2 separate regions of the Mus musculus genome follow, and region 2 is linked to region 1. Evidence: chromatin contacts called from public Hi-C data. All regions are on one chromosome and are shown on one strand. Each heading gives the region's core, a stretch centred on a gene start, on an enhancer-like site or on the middle of the called end of the contact. The rest is flanking DNA. Distances are from core to core; before and after follow the strand shown.

The links. Hi-C and Micro-C count contacts between places; a contact is called where the count stands out from the background.
Region 2: a contact with region 1 is called in a Hi-C map of cerebellum, with 2.7 times the contacts expected there. The contact joins two enhancer-like sites. A contact is called at or near these places in 7 of 484 Hi-C or Micro-C datasets (cerebellar granule neurons, cerebellum, cerebral cortex and 2 more).

What each region holds. Positions count from the first base shown.
Region 1 is chr8:9,456,383-9,463,442 of GRCm38.p6, reverse strand. The region is part of intron 1 of Fam155a (family with sequence similarity 155, member A); the gene reads left to right. Among named protein-coding and RNA genes, the nearest start is that of Gm39128, 290 kb to the right of the region's middle. Within about 2 kb of position 2,657, at least 7 of the 459 cell types and tissues checked have an H3K27ac peak or open chromatin away from gene starts, as enhancers often do. A contact at or near this core is called in cerebellum, where this site is marked.
Region 2 is chr8:9,927,609-9,934,668 of GRCm38.p6, reverse strand. No RefSeq gene overlaps it. Among named protein-coding and RNA genes, the nearest start is that of Lig4, 45 kb to the left of the region's middle. Within about 2 kb of position 4,463, at least 16 of the 459 cell types and tissues checked have an H3K27ac peak or open chromatin away from gene starts, as enhancers often do. A contact at or near this core is called in cerebellum, where this site is marked.

The sequences.
Region 1 (7,060 bases), core at 1,408-3,907:
CTTCTCTCTTCTTGATTTTCTTGTGTTTTGCTAATTATATCTTGGGTGTTCTAAGTTTCTGGGCTAATATCCATTTATCAGTGAGTGCATATCTAATGACTTCTTTTGTGATTGGGTTACCTCATTAAGGATGATATCCTCCAGATACATCCATTTGCCCAAGAATTTCATAAATTCGCTGTTTTTAATAGCTGAGTAGTACTCCATTGTTTAATTGTACCACATTTTCTGAATCCATTCCTCTGTTGAGGGGCATCTGGGTTCTTTCCAGCTTCTGGTTATTATAAATAAGGCTGCTATGAACATAGTGGAGCATTACTATAGTGTTCTTATTACCAGTTGGAATACCTTGGTATATGCCCAGGAGAGGTATTGCTGGATCTTCTAGTGGTACTATGTGCAGTTTTCTGAGGAACTGCCAGACTGACTTCCAGAGTAGTTGTACAAGCTTGCAATCCCACCAGCAATGGAGGAGTGTTCCTCTTTCTCCACATCCTCGCCAGCATCTGCTGTCCAGAGATCCATCCCATAATCAGCCACCAAACCCAGACACTATTGCATATGCCAGCAAGATTTTGCTGAAGGGATCCTGATATAGCTGTCTCGTATGAGGTTATGCCAGTGCCTGACAAATACAGAAGTGGATGCTCACAGTAATTAAAAAAAAAAAAAGGAAAAAAAACAAACAAAAACAAAAAACAAACAAACAAAACAAAACAAAAAAGAATCTCTTCCTATGTATTTCACAGCCATGGAAGAATGCCATAGGCTATACACAGATACACATTATCCTAATCCTCATGAGACCCTTTCGTTGTAAAACCTTCAAAGTTCATCTAAAATAATTAAATTTTCAGCATCTTAAATCTAGGGTTTACTGCATGATTCATATTGAGTCTTGCAGTTAGAACACGAAGTTGCCTCTTTACCTGGAGAACGCTTCAGCAAATGGCCTCATGGTTAGTCAGGAGTCACGGTGGCCATTGCTTGATTGATGAGTAGGAGTAGGTTCCGGGGAGATGGCTCAGTGGTGAAAAGTGCTTACTACTCTTCTAGATGATCCAGGTTCAGTTCTCAGCTCCAGGAGATCCGATGGACTGTTCTGGCCTCTGAAGGCACTGCACTCGCATGGTACACATACATACACACATGCAGGCTGAATATTCATACACTTAAAAAACTAAAACATCCAAAAGTGAAGATTAGGAACAGTATCAAACTCGTTCTGGTTTAACCTGTTGTGATGAGAGTGGGCACAATCATGATGTGTATTTCTAAAATGGGATTGCTGTGCACACAATATTTCTTAAATTGTTTTTTTTTTTTTATTTCATCGTATCTGGAAGCTGCTTATGAAAGCAGGACATTTTAATCAATTCATGAAAAGCTCAGTTCGTTTGTCAAATAAAATGAAACTCCCTTGTTCATTGTGTGCTATGTGGATTTAGAGAAAATATCTAGATTGGGTATTTGTTGTTGTTGTTGTTGTTTGGTTGGTTGGTTTTGCTTTTGCTTTTGTATCAGTGAGACGAAGCACCTGAAGAAGAAGACTTGATGGGGTGGGAGGCCTTTGGGTTCCTGGTTTTGTAAGTTTTATCCCATGATTGGCTACCTCCTCCTTGCTGTGGGCTTGTGTCAAGGCAGAACTTCTACAAAGGACATTATGGATTAAAGTTCATGAGATTGTGGTGGTCAAGAAAAGATAGAGATGAGAGAGAGAGAGAGAGAGAGAGAGAGAGAGAGAGAGAGAGAGAGAGAGAGGAGAAAAGACAGAAGATGATTGATAGATAATAAATAATAGAAATAAGTAGATGATAAATAGATGACAGATTATGATAAGTATATAGATAGATGATAGATAGATGATGATAGGCAGACAGACAGACAGATAGGAAGGATAGGAAAGACAGGGGAGGGGAAGGAAGCAGAGGGAACATACCTTTGGTGGCAGGCTCCCTTCAACCTGGAGCAACACAGGTCTCCACAGCTTCCCAGTAGCACCTCTGAGGATTTAATCCTCCAGGAGATGGTTCCATTTCCAAAGTCAGAGCCTCTATGCCCAAGTCATTTCACAAGAGCGCCACCAAGAGGTTTTTTTCCCCCTAAAATTCTGCAGGTTAACAAAGCCCTTGTGACTCATCCATTTTACAAGAGCTCTGTCAAGCCTCTCCCCCCCCCCCCCCGCCACCCCTTAAAACCCCGCAGGCAATGCCCAACAGCTTCAGAAAGAATATTTTCACTTTATTGCCAGAACCACCTGGGTTGGGCCATCCTGAAAATGTGTCACGCTTTTTATCACATTCCACTTAGCCCAAAATATCCCATTCATTGTCCTTCCTGTGAGGCTTTCTCGGTTCCTTTTATACCACAGACCATGCCAAGGGTACCATTCCTTCTAAATAAGTGGGGCTACTTTTTCTTTCAGTCTTAAAGACCTGGAGTTATTTCTTCTTCCTAGTCTGTCTTCACACAGTGAGAGCAGAGGGACCATTTCCACTGCTAGGTTCCAAAGAGTAGCTGTCCAGCATTGGATATGAGAAGCTCCCAGGGCTCAGCAGATGGTGAGGAGATGAAGCAAGATCCCACTGTACTGTGTCCAGAACTGGGTTGTGTCACACCCTCTCAGTGGCTGTGTCACAACAAGTCTGTGTAACAACACTGTGTTATTAGTGATAATTGTGACAGCTGGGATTGAGAGCGTTGCAGTGGATGGAGATGGTTTCAAGCTAGTCCTTGTTGATAACACATTTATCAGATCTCAGGCAAGTTTCTCTGCTTTATACTCTGCTCCCATTCCCATTGTTTAAGTCACAGCAGTAACTGCCACGTGAGCCTTCATAAGGACTAAATGGGTTAGTGCTCATACATTCTGCCTTCCGTGGTGTATGGCATCATACGTTCTCTTGTACTGTTTAATGTATAATGTATTATATTGATTCCAAAGATAAGTTGCTAATGATGTCTATTCATTCCCTAACTCAAATCATCTTCTCCTCAAAACACTTTTCATGCCTAAAAAGGTTGTCTCTTCATTGGGAGTGGTTTCTGTGGTGGTCAAACTGTACTTATTTTATACGTGCGAGCCAAGTTTCTGTTCAGAGATGAGTGTCTACTTCTAAAATGTTGCAAATGAGCAAAATGTCACTCAGAGAGACACTTTAACAACAAGCTTATGAACCCCGGACAGCAGGTGTTACCTGTCCCTGGAGCACCTAGCAATGATCTTTCCGTACTCGGGGCTACGTCTGCACCATCCACAGGAAACATACACTAAAGCCCCCATTGTTTAGAACTGCTGAACTATGAAGACAATATGTATTACCTACCGAAGGACTATGATGTCTAAGCCTGACAACTTCTGCTTCTTTATATCTTATCATCTAGCCGGTGATTTGGTTATACTGGAGTTGAAAGCTAAGAGGGTTGGGTAAGAATGCAGGCTTTACATCAGACAAACCAGGGTTTGCATCTGAAGTTCAACTTGTTATGTCATAGTAAGGATATATCTTACACCCTGAACGAAAAAGCAGGATTCAGCACACAAAATCAACTTCCAATCTTCTTCCAAACTGCCACAGTGGATAGTGTATAATACATATACACTATTATATGTCTTCCCTTAACACTGTAGGCTCTTAGTTTCAAACCTTTTCCTAGGTGCAAAGGCCAATTAACAAGAGGAAAACACACCAATGCCAGGAGACATTGACAGAATGAGTGGCTGTCAAGGAGGTGATGTTAAATTCTGGTTTTGAGAGAGCATCTCCTGCACCTTTTCAGAGAAGTGACAAGGTAAAGAGAACAGGCTTTGGATCTCTCAGGGAAGCAACTGTGGAAAATAAATGAATGACGGATAATGGATGATTAGTGAAGCTCATTAGCGTGTGTCCTTTGGAACTTTCTGTAGACAGCAGAGGTCTATGGTTGTCTGCAGTGTTAGTTCCTGGAGCACGGGTGTATGGGGACCCTTTCTCTTCATTTCCTCTGTACAGTTCTTGAAGAAGTGAAGGAAGGACAGACAGCTTTGACCGGCTGCTCCATTTTTAGCTTGAGTTCTTCCTACAAGTCCAAACTTCTCCCTGGCTTAGCAAGTCCTCAGATGCTTCCATCTATCCTCCCACGGGACCTGCCACTTCCTAAAGCAGGGAAAGAACGAAGAAGAGGACTCAGGTCTCTGTTCAGAGCCCCAGCATTTGTATAAGTGTGAAGCGATACTTCTCCTTTGTCTTTACTAACATCTTCCAAATTTCACTGTTGAAAGGTGAGTCCCTCCTGCAGTACAAAGACAGCGGTCGGCCTTAACTAACCCTGCTAACGACACGGAAGACAGGCTGCCTTGACCAGAGGGTTCTTTCCCCACAGTTCCGTCTCTTCAGAGGGAGGAAGTCAATGTGGCTGGCTGAGTGTTTAGAGAAGGAGTAGGATAGAGATTCATGGTACAAAAACATCACAAAGAACAGGCCGTTCGGAGTTTTCAAACTAAAAAGGTCAAATAATAACACAAACTAAGTTAGCGAGACCAAAACCTCTCTGCCACGCAGCATCTTCGACAGTGATGAATAACGGTCACCGGGCAGAGTCAGTAATTGCCTCCCTGCCCTGCTGCCACAGACAGTCTCATTCTGAGGCATCGCGCCTCCGATGTGGCACTGTGTAAGGAGTCCTGTAAGTCCTCCCTCCCTCCCTCCCTCCCTCCCTCCCTCCCTCCCTCCCTCCCTCCCTCCCTCCCTTCCTTCCTTCCTTCCTTTCTTCCTTCCTTCCTTCCTTCCATGAAGAGTTTTCTTGGTGATTTATTTAAAAGTAAGATGATTGGAAAACGAACTGACTTCAATCAAATTCAACTAATACCATGTGGTGTTGCGTTACAGCAGGTCACCCGGCTGATGTTTGTCTTTCACGTGGACGTTATTATTTACTGGCTGTAGTATGACTTTACATCGGGAAGCTTCCGGTCTTGAAGGGACCCAGCTTTTCCTAAGCACCCCATTGGCAAAGCCACGTGAGGCTCGGGTATCTCCCTCGAGAGACAATAGTTCTCATATTACATACACTTAACAGTTAATATCACTAACACCATAAAGCAGAGCCCCACATGCAAAAACATATTAAGTCATTTCATGTTTTTAGCCAACCTTCAATACACAGAATGAAATGAATAAATATCCATCAGCAGACATGTCAAAGTTTCACTCTGTGTCTGTGAATTCTGGTTAGAACAGTGGCAGCTTAGCAAAAGTGACTAACTTTCTGGTTACCCCATTTGTATCTGGGAGCTGGGGAGAGGGACCATGCTTGCTGGACAAGCCTGAGAATCTGGTCTCATATTGAGCCTCAAGTAAGCCAGGAAGACGTGGTAGTCAAGAGTAATCCCAGCAGGCAGGAGGCAGGGACATGGGGTCCCCAGGCAAGCTGGCCAGCTAGAGTAGGTGAAATTGGCAAGCTCCAAATTCATCCAGAGACACTGCCTCATTAAGTAAAGTGGAGAGCAGTTAAGAACTCCCAATGTCAGCTTCAGGCTTCTGCATTCCTGCACAGAACATGCACTCACACGTGTGCCCACACAGCATGCATTCAAACACCCGCATCATACGTACATGCAAGCAAAAACATCTTAGTTCTCTGAGGGACCATATTTATTGTAAAGGTCTGTCAATGTCCGTAAAGCAGTCAGAGTGTGTGTGCTATAGATTCCTGAATTATTACCTCTGTTTTCACTGACCAGTGCTTGGAATAATGACAGTATTGTAGCACTGCCTGTTCGTCCTCTGTGGATTATTAAAGTTTCTCTTCTAAATTTTTTCTCTTCCCTGTTCCTTCTACCCGAACTCCTGATTTCTTTCTACTTTGAATTTCTGTACATCTGTTTTCAAGTATAGCTTTAATCCCATATTATATAAACTAAGGTTTATGAGTGGTCAACCCTAGGTTACAACAGGATCTAGTCATCCAAAGTTCTGAGTGGTCAACCCTGGGCTACAACAGGATCCAGTCATCCAAAGTTCTGAGTGGTCAACCCTGGGCTACAACAGGATCCAGTCATCCAAAGAGTGGCTAATCAAACACCAGATCTTAGGGCTTACTTTCCAAAATAATTTTGTTGCTTGATAGTAAAGCTGCTTTAGATTTTCTGTGTCAGTGCCTGCCAGCTCATGAGACCACTGTGACAGAAGTAAAACAGAATGTATTCTGGAAAATGGAGAATTGCCAGAAGGGAGGTGTTGGGACATTTCATTATGGGATTTGGGCTGTGTTCTACAATATGGGGCAGGATTTGGAGCTGAAATTTGTTCTGGATTGGATGCTTTGGAGAAGCACACAAGAAAAGGGTGAGGTGTCTCTGATTGAGGATCTCCCTAAATCTTAAATTTGGGGAGACTATAGACTGCCACAATGGTCATACAGGCCAGCAGAGAGATCTTCCATCCACTTTCAGCTTCAGATAATGTTGGTGGTTTTGTATGAGGTTAGACATGATTACAGAGATCTTTTAACTTATTGTGGCCACGGTGGCCTTTCCTGGGGTGATTTCTATGAAATAGTGTTCATTCATGACTGTCAGGGCCTTACTGTGAGCTGAAGGCCAGGCCGGGATGCCTGAGAGAGCAGCTGTTTTCTTCTTTAACTGTCTCTTTACCTATAATCTATCCATAATAATGTTAATGTCACAGACTCATAGAACAGATGTAAATAGTTGTACATGTTTGACATAGCATCCAAGAAATGCTAAGTACTTAATAAAATGTGGCTTTATTTTTGTGATGCCCCAGGCATCTGCAAACTGCAATGTACTTTCCACATGGTCGTGCTCTGACCTTGATTTTTCTTCACTTTTCTGTGTGAGAACAGTGGAAATCAGGCCTCCAGTTGTGGGTTTAATTGGGATAATCCTCTTCTACTTTGAATGCCTACTGAAAGGAAGCCCTTGGGAATCTTGAAAGTTGTTGAGCCTCACTCTGATTCTCCCTGGAAGCAGGAGTGGGAGCATTACCACTTAGGGGGTGTCAGTACGCCCCCTCTCTGACTTCAGGCTTTTCACCTGAATTACAGGCAAATAGTCCAA
Region 2 (7,060 bases), core at 3,214-5,713, 470 kb before region 1:
CTTCCTTGATGTGAGCCATTTCCCCTACTGTGAGCATTCCTTGGCTGCCTGTAGTTCCTTGTGTAGGCTGAGGCCTCGTGGTCTTTCTGCAGTCCACTCTGACATGTCTATTGTCCTCCTTGTTCAGGTCATGTTTGGGCAGTCATGCTGGTGAGACTTCATGAGTGTAGCTTCTGATATTTCTATGAGACACAATCTGACAGCAAACCCCTTGAACCTTTGGCCCTTACACTCTTTCTGATCCCCTTTCCACAAGGTTTCCTGAGTCTAGGTGCCGGAGGTTTTTTTGGAGATGTATCCATTGGAACTGGGCTCTACAACTCTCTATGTTGATTGGTTATGATCTTCTGTATATTCATCTGTTGCAAAGAGAAGTTTCTTTGATGAGAGGTGAGGACTACAGTTACCAGTGGGTACAAGGAGAAATATTTACAATGTAGCTAATGATTATGCTAGCTTAGTAAAGGGACAGTTGTAGGTGCTTCTCCAACAACTGTGACTTCACTAGTACTTGGCTAGGTTTTTCAGCACCCGGCATAATTTTTCTCTTGCTAATTATGCCTTAATCTAATTAGAGAGCTGTTGGTTATCGCCAAAGTATTCATGTCACCGTTTTACCCTTTTGGTTACTGTTCCAAGAGGGTTCTTGCATGGGAAATGAACCACTTTTATTTCTAATTTTTTAAAAAAGGGAGGGACTAGAATAGATTAAAAGAAACACAAAGCTAAGCTTGAAATTCTTCTGCATCCAACTCTGACCAAAGATCCTCTTCAAGTCATTCAGGCAGGCAGTTGGAAAGGCTGGCACGGACTATTAAGAAGCAGTTGTTGTTTTGTTCTAACAGAATTGTGTTAAGAATGAAAATGCATCCTGGAGCAATTAAAGCCAGATTAATAAGGTACTCAAAGTGGGCTTTAAGATCACCTTGCTGGGGTTTCTGATTTTCGCTATGATGGGTGGTATCTAGCAGAGCAAATGTCTCCGATCCTAGATGTAAAACACGGCATTTTAAAGCATTCTCTAAGCTCCCTGTAAGGTAACCTCCCTGCTAAAATAAATGCCAAGACAGCAACCCTGAGCAGCAGTGGAAATCTACCCCGGCCACTGAACTTGAAGGTCAACAATGCCTGAGAGCAACCAACTGCATTGTGTGGACCCTGCCATTCTACACTCTATGCTCCCCTGCAGCATTTAGTGGTTTTGAAATAAAGCTGGACAAAAGGCTTAAAATCCCCATCAGAATGGAACAGCTGGGCACTGCTTCAGACTGTCTCAGAGCAGTCAGGATGCAACATTTGATTTAGATTGTTAATCAATCCAGCTAGGGCTTGGAGAGAGGACCTAGGCAGTCTGAGTCACTTGTCCTCCCTCAGCCTTTACTGTCCAAGAGATTCAGTTTGAGGAGTAGGTGGGACTTTCCTAAGCACTAGAGAAACGAGCTGTCATGAAGGAAGGAAGGATCTGATAGACATCATGGACTCTCAGCGGTGCCATCTGAGAGCTTGAGGGCCAGGCCCTGAGAAGTGTGCAAGACAGAAGAGACCACAACTCTGAAAGTGTCAAAACATTAAACTATTCTCAATTCACAAGCTAAAGAGAGAACTATCTCACCCCCACTAGAGCTGCATACTTCTTTGCTCTGTCAGCTCAGAGGGCATAAGAGAATTAGTGTGTCCCAGCACCACAGAGCATAGCTAGTTTCAATTCTTGTTGCCAACAAGAGGAGCTAAGGGCTTCTGGGAAAATGGCCAATTCCAGGATCAGTGCAGGAAATAGGTGGAGCATCTATTGGAGAAGCAGAGTAAGTGCATGTGGTGGTTTGAATATGCTGGCCCAGGGAGTGGCACTATTAGGAGGTGTAGCCTTGTCAGAGTAGGTATGTCATTGTGGGCATGGGCTTTAGCATCCTACCTGCCCAGAAATCAGTATTCTCCTATTTTCCCTGAGAACAAGATATAGGACTCTCAGATTCTCCTACACCATGCCTGCCTGGACACTGCCATGCTCCCATCTTGATGATAATGGGTTGAACCTCTGAATCTGTAAGCCAGCCCCAATTAAATATAATGTTGTCCTTTATAAGAGATGTCTTGGTCATGGTGTCTGTTCACAGCAGTAAAACTCTAACTAAAATGGTGCATGAGGGTATCAGAGAGACCCACAGCAACGGGGCCACATCCAAAGGACAATGGAGAAAACACAAAGGACAGTCAATTCCAAGGCTGGGGCAGTTGGAATCATAGAACATAAAGTGTAAAATAGATACTTAGCATCATGCTAGATGTGCATAAATGACTGAGGATGGAAATACATAAATAAAAAGATAATTTTTCATACAGAAGCCTGATTAATTTTTGGAGAAACAAAGATCTTCAGGTAGAATTTTAATTATTTTTAAAAAAAATCAAAAAAAATGCTTAACTGAAAAAATACTTATCTTTAATTTCTCCTGAAGACAGACTTTGAGAGGCAGTTCCCTTACTAAGTCAAAACTTGCAAACAAGCAGTGGTTAGTGGGACATCTGGGTAATTTACTATCAGACTCCTGGAAGATTCCACCCAGATTCAAGACCTATGAAGTTTGAATAAGTACATTTTTCCCTTGTGACATGTCCCCAGACCTTTGCCTGTGGTTTGCCTACAATTCCCACTCTGGCTCATGTGTGAGGCAGCTGCCCTTTTGCTGCTGGCACTATTGAGGGAGATGGTGAAGCTTAAGGAGGTGGACCCCATGATGGATGTTTTTGGTTGTCAACTTGACTACACCTGGAATTAACTAAAACCGAAATGGCTGGGTGAACCTGTGAGAGATTTTTTTTCTTCATTAAGTCATTTGAAGTGGGGAGATCCACTTCTTATCTACATCTTTGAGTTGTGAAGATCCATCTTTGATCTGAACTATACCTTCTGCTAGAAGCCTATATAAAGGAGATTAAAAGAAAGAAGCCTGCTTTCTTTCTCTTTGCCTGTTTGCCCTCACTCTGGCCAGCAACTCCATTCCTTCACTAGCATTAAAGCTTACTTCTTTGGGATTCTGATGGATACTAAAAACCAGGAAAGCCATCCAGCCTTGAATACTTGGTCCTTCCATTGTTTGGCAGCCATTGTTCGACTAGCTGGACCAAAACCTGTAAGCCATTCTAATAAATCCTTTATCTCTATCTAATCTAAATCATCTAGGTAGCCATGTATCTACGAATTATTAATGTATCTATCTATCTATCTATCTATATATCTATCTATATATCTACTCTATAAATTGTTTCTCTAGAAAATCCTTGCTAATATAAGTTCTTACCTGGAGGAAGTAGGTGACTGGTAGAGATAATTGCAGAGCTCACACATGGCCCATCTTTCCTCTTTCTGCCTTCTGTCCTCCATGAGGTAGAGGGCTGCTTCTTTTTTGCACACATGCCACCATTGCATTTTGCTCAAGTGCATGAGTCCAAGCTGCCATAGCTGCTTGTGAGACACTGCGGAAATCACTTTTTGATAAAGTGTTCTCATTTGGTGTTTTGATCACAACGATACAGAAGAAACTAATACAGTTCTCAATACTCATGAATTCATCTTGCATCTTTTGCCTTTGTTTTTTGTGTTTCTGCAACTATTATACTAAACTGTTCTGTATCTTATTTTTAAAACATACTCCGGGGGTCTGTGGTAAACATAGAAGGGCATGTTAAAGAGGCATTGATAGATGCAGGGCTGCTTTCCTGATGCTCACATTTCAAAGGATGACTCCGTGTTTCTTGAAAATGACAGTCCTGAATTGCAAAACCAAGCTGGGGCTTTGAGAAGATTTACATCAATCAGAGGGGACAGAGGAAGTAGCCTATGTATGCACTCTGAGAACAGTGCCTGGGTACTGAAGTTCAGTTGTATTTAGGAAATATTGGGCTGTTTAAGTTGGGATCTGTGCTTTGTAGCCATGGGTGCATCTGACATTTCTAGATGGCCAAGAGAGCAGAAGTGAGTCAGGGGTTAGGCCAGGGCATGCACAGGCTTGAAAACCCTGATCCAAGGACTAATCTGTATTCTTTAAGGAGTCCTTGAGAGATTTTACACTTGGGAAATAGATGATCAGGCTTATAAATTAGCAGAATAGGGGAAAAGAAGGACTGATGCGGCTCAGACAGGGCTATAGAATAGTAATCGGATGCAGAGAGTCTTCTTGTTCACCACTTAGAGCATGTGGGTGTTTATTATTCCCACTTTCTCATGTTAAACCAAAGACTCCACGTGTTTAAATTCCCTCCCAAATGTTGTAGCTTCAGTACGTGTGGGCACTTTTAAGCTCAATCTGTCTCCCGAGAAGTCCAAAACTCACTTGGCAGCGAGGCTGCAGAACCTGTGTGGTCGCCAGACAGTGTGTGGGGTTTGCAGTGTAGGAGACAGGGTGACAAGTGAGTGGTACCCTGGACATATGCCACCGGCATGACTGTGGAAGACGGCAAAGCCAGCCAGTATTAGTGTCATCTGGCTGAGGATGGACGTCAGCTCCTAAAAGCATCCTCCTGGCCCACACCAGCTGTGTTCGCTTTCCTAGATTGAGGGAGACAATTCATATAAAAAAACTTCACTCACTGTGGGATCCTCAGAGTCAAAGGCTAGTACATTAAGAGAATAGACATCGTTTATAACTCAGTTTCCACTTAAAATATACCGGGGTAGATTATAATGCAGTGGAGTCCCATCATGAATTATTTATAAGTAGAGGAGTTTCTTCCTGTTTTATAACTGCGGATTTCCATAATTTGGAGCTGTCTGTGGATGACTCTAAAGCAGTCTGTAAGATATTTTTTTTTAAAAAAGAGAGAAAAAAAAGGAAATGGTTTGAGAAAATATCGGCTTTCATGCGCATTCCTTAGAATATTTTGTATTTTAAGTTAAGGAAGACTCACTTGAAGGCAGTATTGGATTTGATGGGTAGAAGTGTGGCATGGAGGAGCCTCAGGTCCTGGCTCTAGTGCACCCAGGCTGTGTCATTCCCAGGGCTTCACCCTACCTGGTGTTTGTTTCAGGCTGTCCCTGGCATTACTCTCCATGCTCCGTGACTGTCCCAACCCATCTTCACATAGCTGGAGACTTTCCTTAGCCTCCCCAGGCTCCAATGCCCCCATTTCATAGCTCCAGAAAGGAGATGACTACCAGGGCTGAGATCTATGTTTTTGTACGTGTGTGTGTGTGCGCGCGTGTGTGTGTGTGTGCGTGTGCGTGTGCATGTGTGTGTGTGTGTGTGTGTGTGTGTGTGTGTGTGTGTAACTCCGCGCGCTGGGCTTGGCAGCACATCTCTTTACCTGCCGAGCATCTCGCAGGCCCCAGGACCTCTGCTGATCCGCTGGATACTGAGGATCCAGGGGATGCTCTGTTTTATGTGATTTGTTCAATATTCCCATTGCCCTTCATTAGACTCCTTTCTTTATGTTGTGTTAGGTCCCTTATAACCTTTTTTTTTTCACATGGGAATCATTTTTGTTTTATTTGTTTACTGACTGTTTTTCCTTTTTATTTTAACAATCATTTCTTAGGTGGTACAATGTTACTTTTTTTTTTTTCTATGAACGTTCTCCTTACAATTTCAAATTAAAAAAAAAAAAAAAAACCGCCCCAGAAGCTAGAGAGATTGCTCAGTGGTTAGGAGCACTTGTTGCTCTTTCAGGGAAGTTTGGATCAATTCCTAGCATCCACATGATGGCTCACGATCTCCAGTTTCAGAGAATTCCACACTCTAGAAGAATACCCTTCATGAGCAGCAGGCGTTTATGAGATGCACAGACCTGCATACAGGCACAATATCCATTCCAGTAGAATTAAATAAACACACACACACACACAAACATGCACATGTATGTGTGTGCACACGCATGCATATGCACACCCATGCATACACTCATGTGTGCACATGCACACACCTAGACTACACAGCAGCACTGAATGTATGCTCACTCATCAGTGTTTTTTGATTGCACAAGATTCTCTTCATTGGTCTGTTTGAAAGTTACGCCTTCATACCTTTCCAGCACATTGAGGGAAGTTCCATTTGAGTCAGAATAATCCAACCATAGGCTATGCAGAATGAGGATGACATTCTGCCATGTGGCATTTACATCCTTCCATGGGGGACGCATTTTTAAGGTGCTTACTTTTTGAAATGCTGAAGTGAAAGTAAAAGAGGGACGCCGTTCTGGAAATATGTGTCCTTTCTGTCACCTCCAAGTTGTTGATTCCTCAGAAAGATTTCAATTCCATTATGTATCACCAAGTATTATATAAACTGTCACTTTCACTTAAGTTCTAATTTATTTATTTGTTAGTTAAGTTTATTTATGTGTATGCTTTCTTTTTTCTGTGTCCTCAGTGAGTTCTGTCTCAACTAGATAAATTTAGATTCTCTTGCAGTGATACCTTTTAACCACGTGGAGTCCTGACTGTGGGTCATTTACAGAAATCAGATAAAGGAGCCAGATACAGAGCACCTAGCTCAAGGCCACAAGTCTGAGAGATAATCATGATAGATTGTGATAATATTGCAAAGCAATACACTCTCATAAGCAAGTGACCACACACTCCAGATGTTAAAGAATATCTGCTATTTCAAGGTAGACACTAGGCACTAACTGTGCCACAAGCTTCTACAAGGCTATTGTCCCAAATATAAAGGTTCCTTTAAAGCATAGAGTATCTGGGTGAATGATACCCGAGGACAGGCCATGCATGACCCTTTACCATAAACATCATGCAGTTTAGTCCTTGGATGAAAAAAAAACTGCCTTTAGATAGGAAATCAAAGTGACTACAGTTTAAAATTCATCTCTTAAGACCCTGTTTTTCCTTTGACATGACTGATCTGTAGAGACTTCTCACTTATGGTATGCACTTCAGTGTGGGTGCTTACACCGATCAGCCTCAAGAAATGTGTACTCCAGAAGTACAATGTGGGGAAAATGTGGAGTGAGAGGTCAGTGTGGGAAACACTCCTTGGTTTCCTTAGTAATAGTTATCTATCACTGTAACCTGGAGGGAACTTTATAGATTTTCTGTAAATGGATTCTGAGG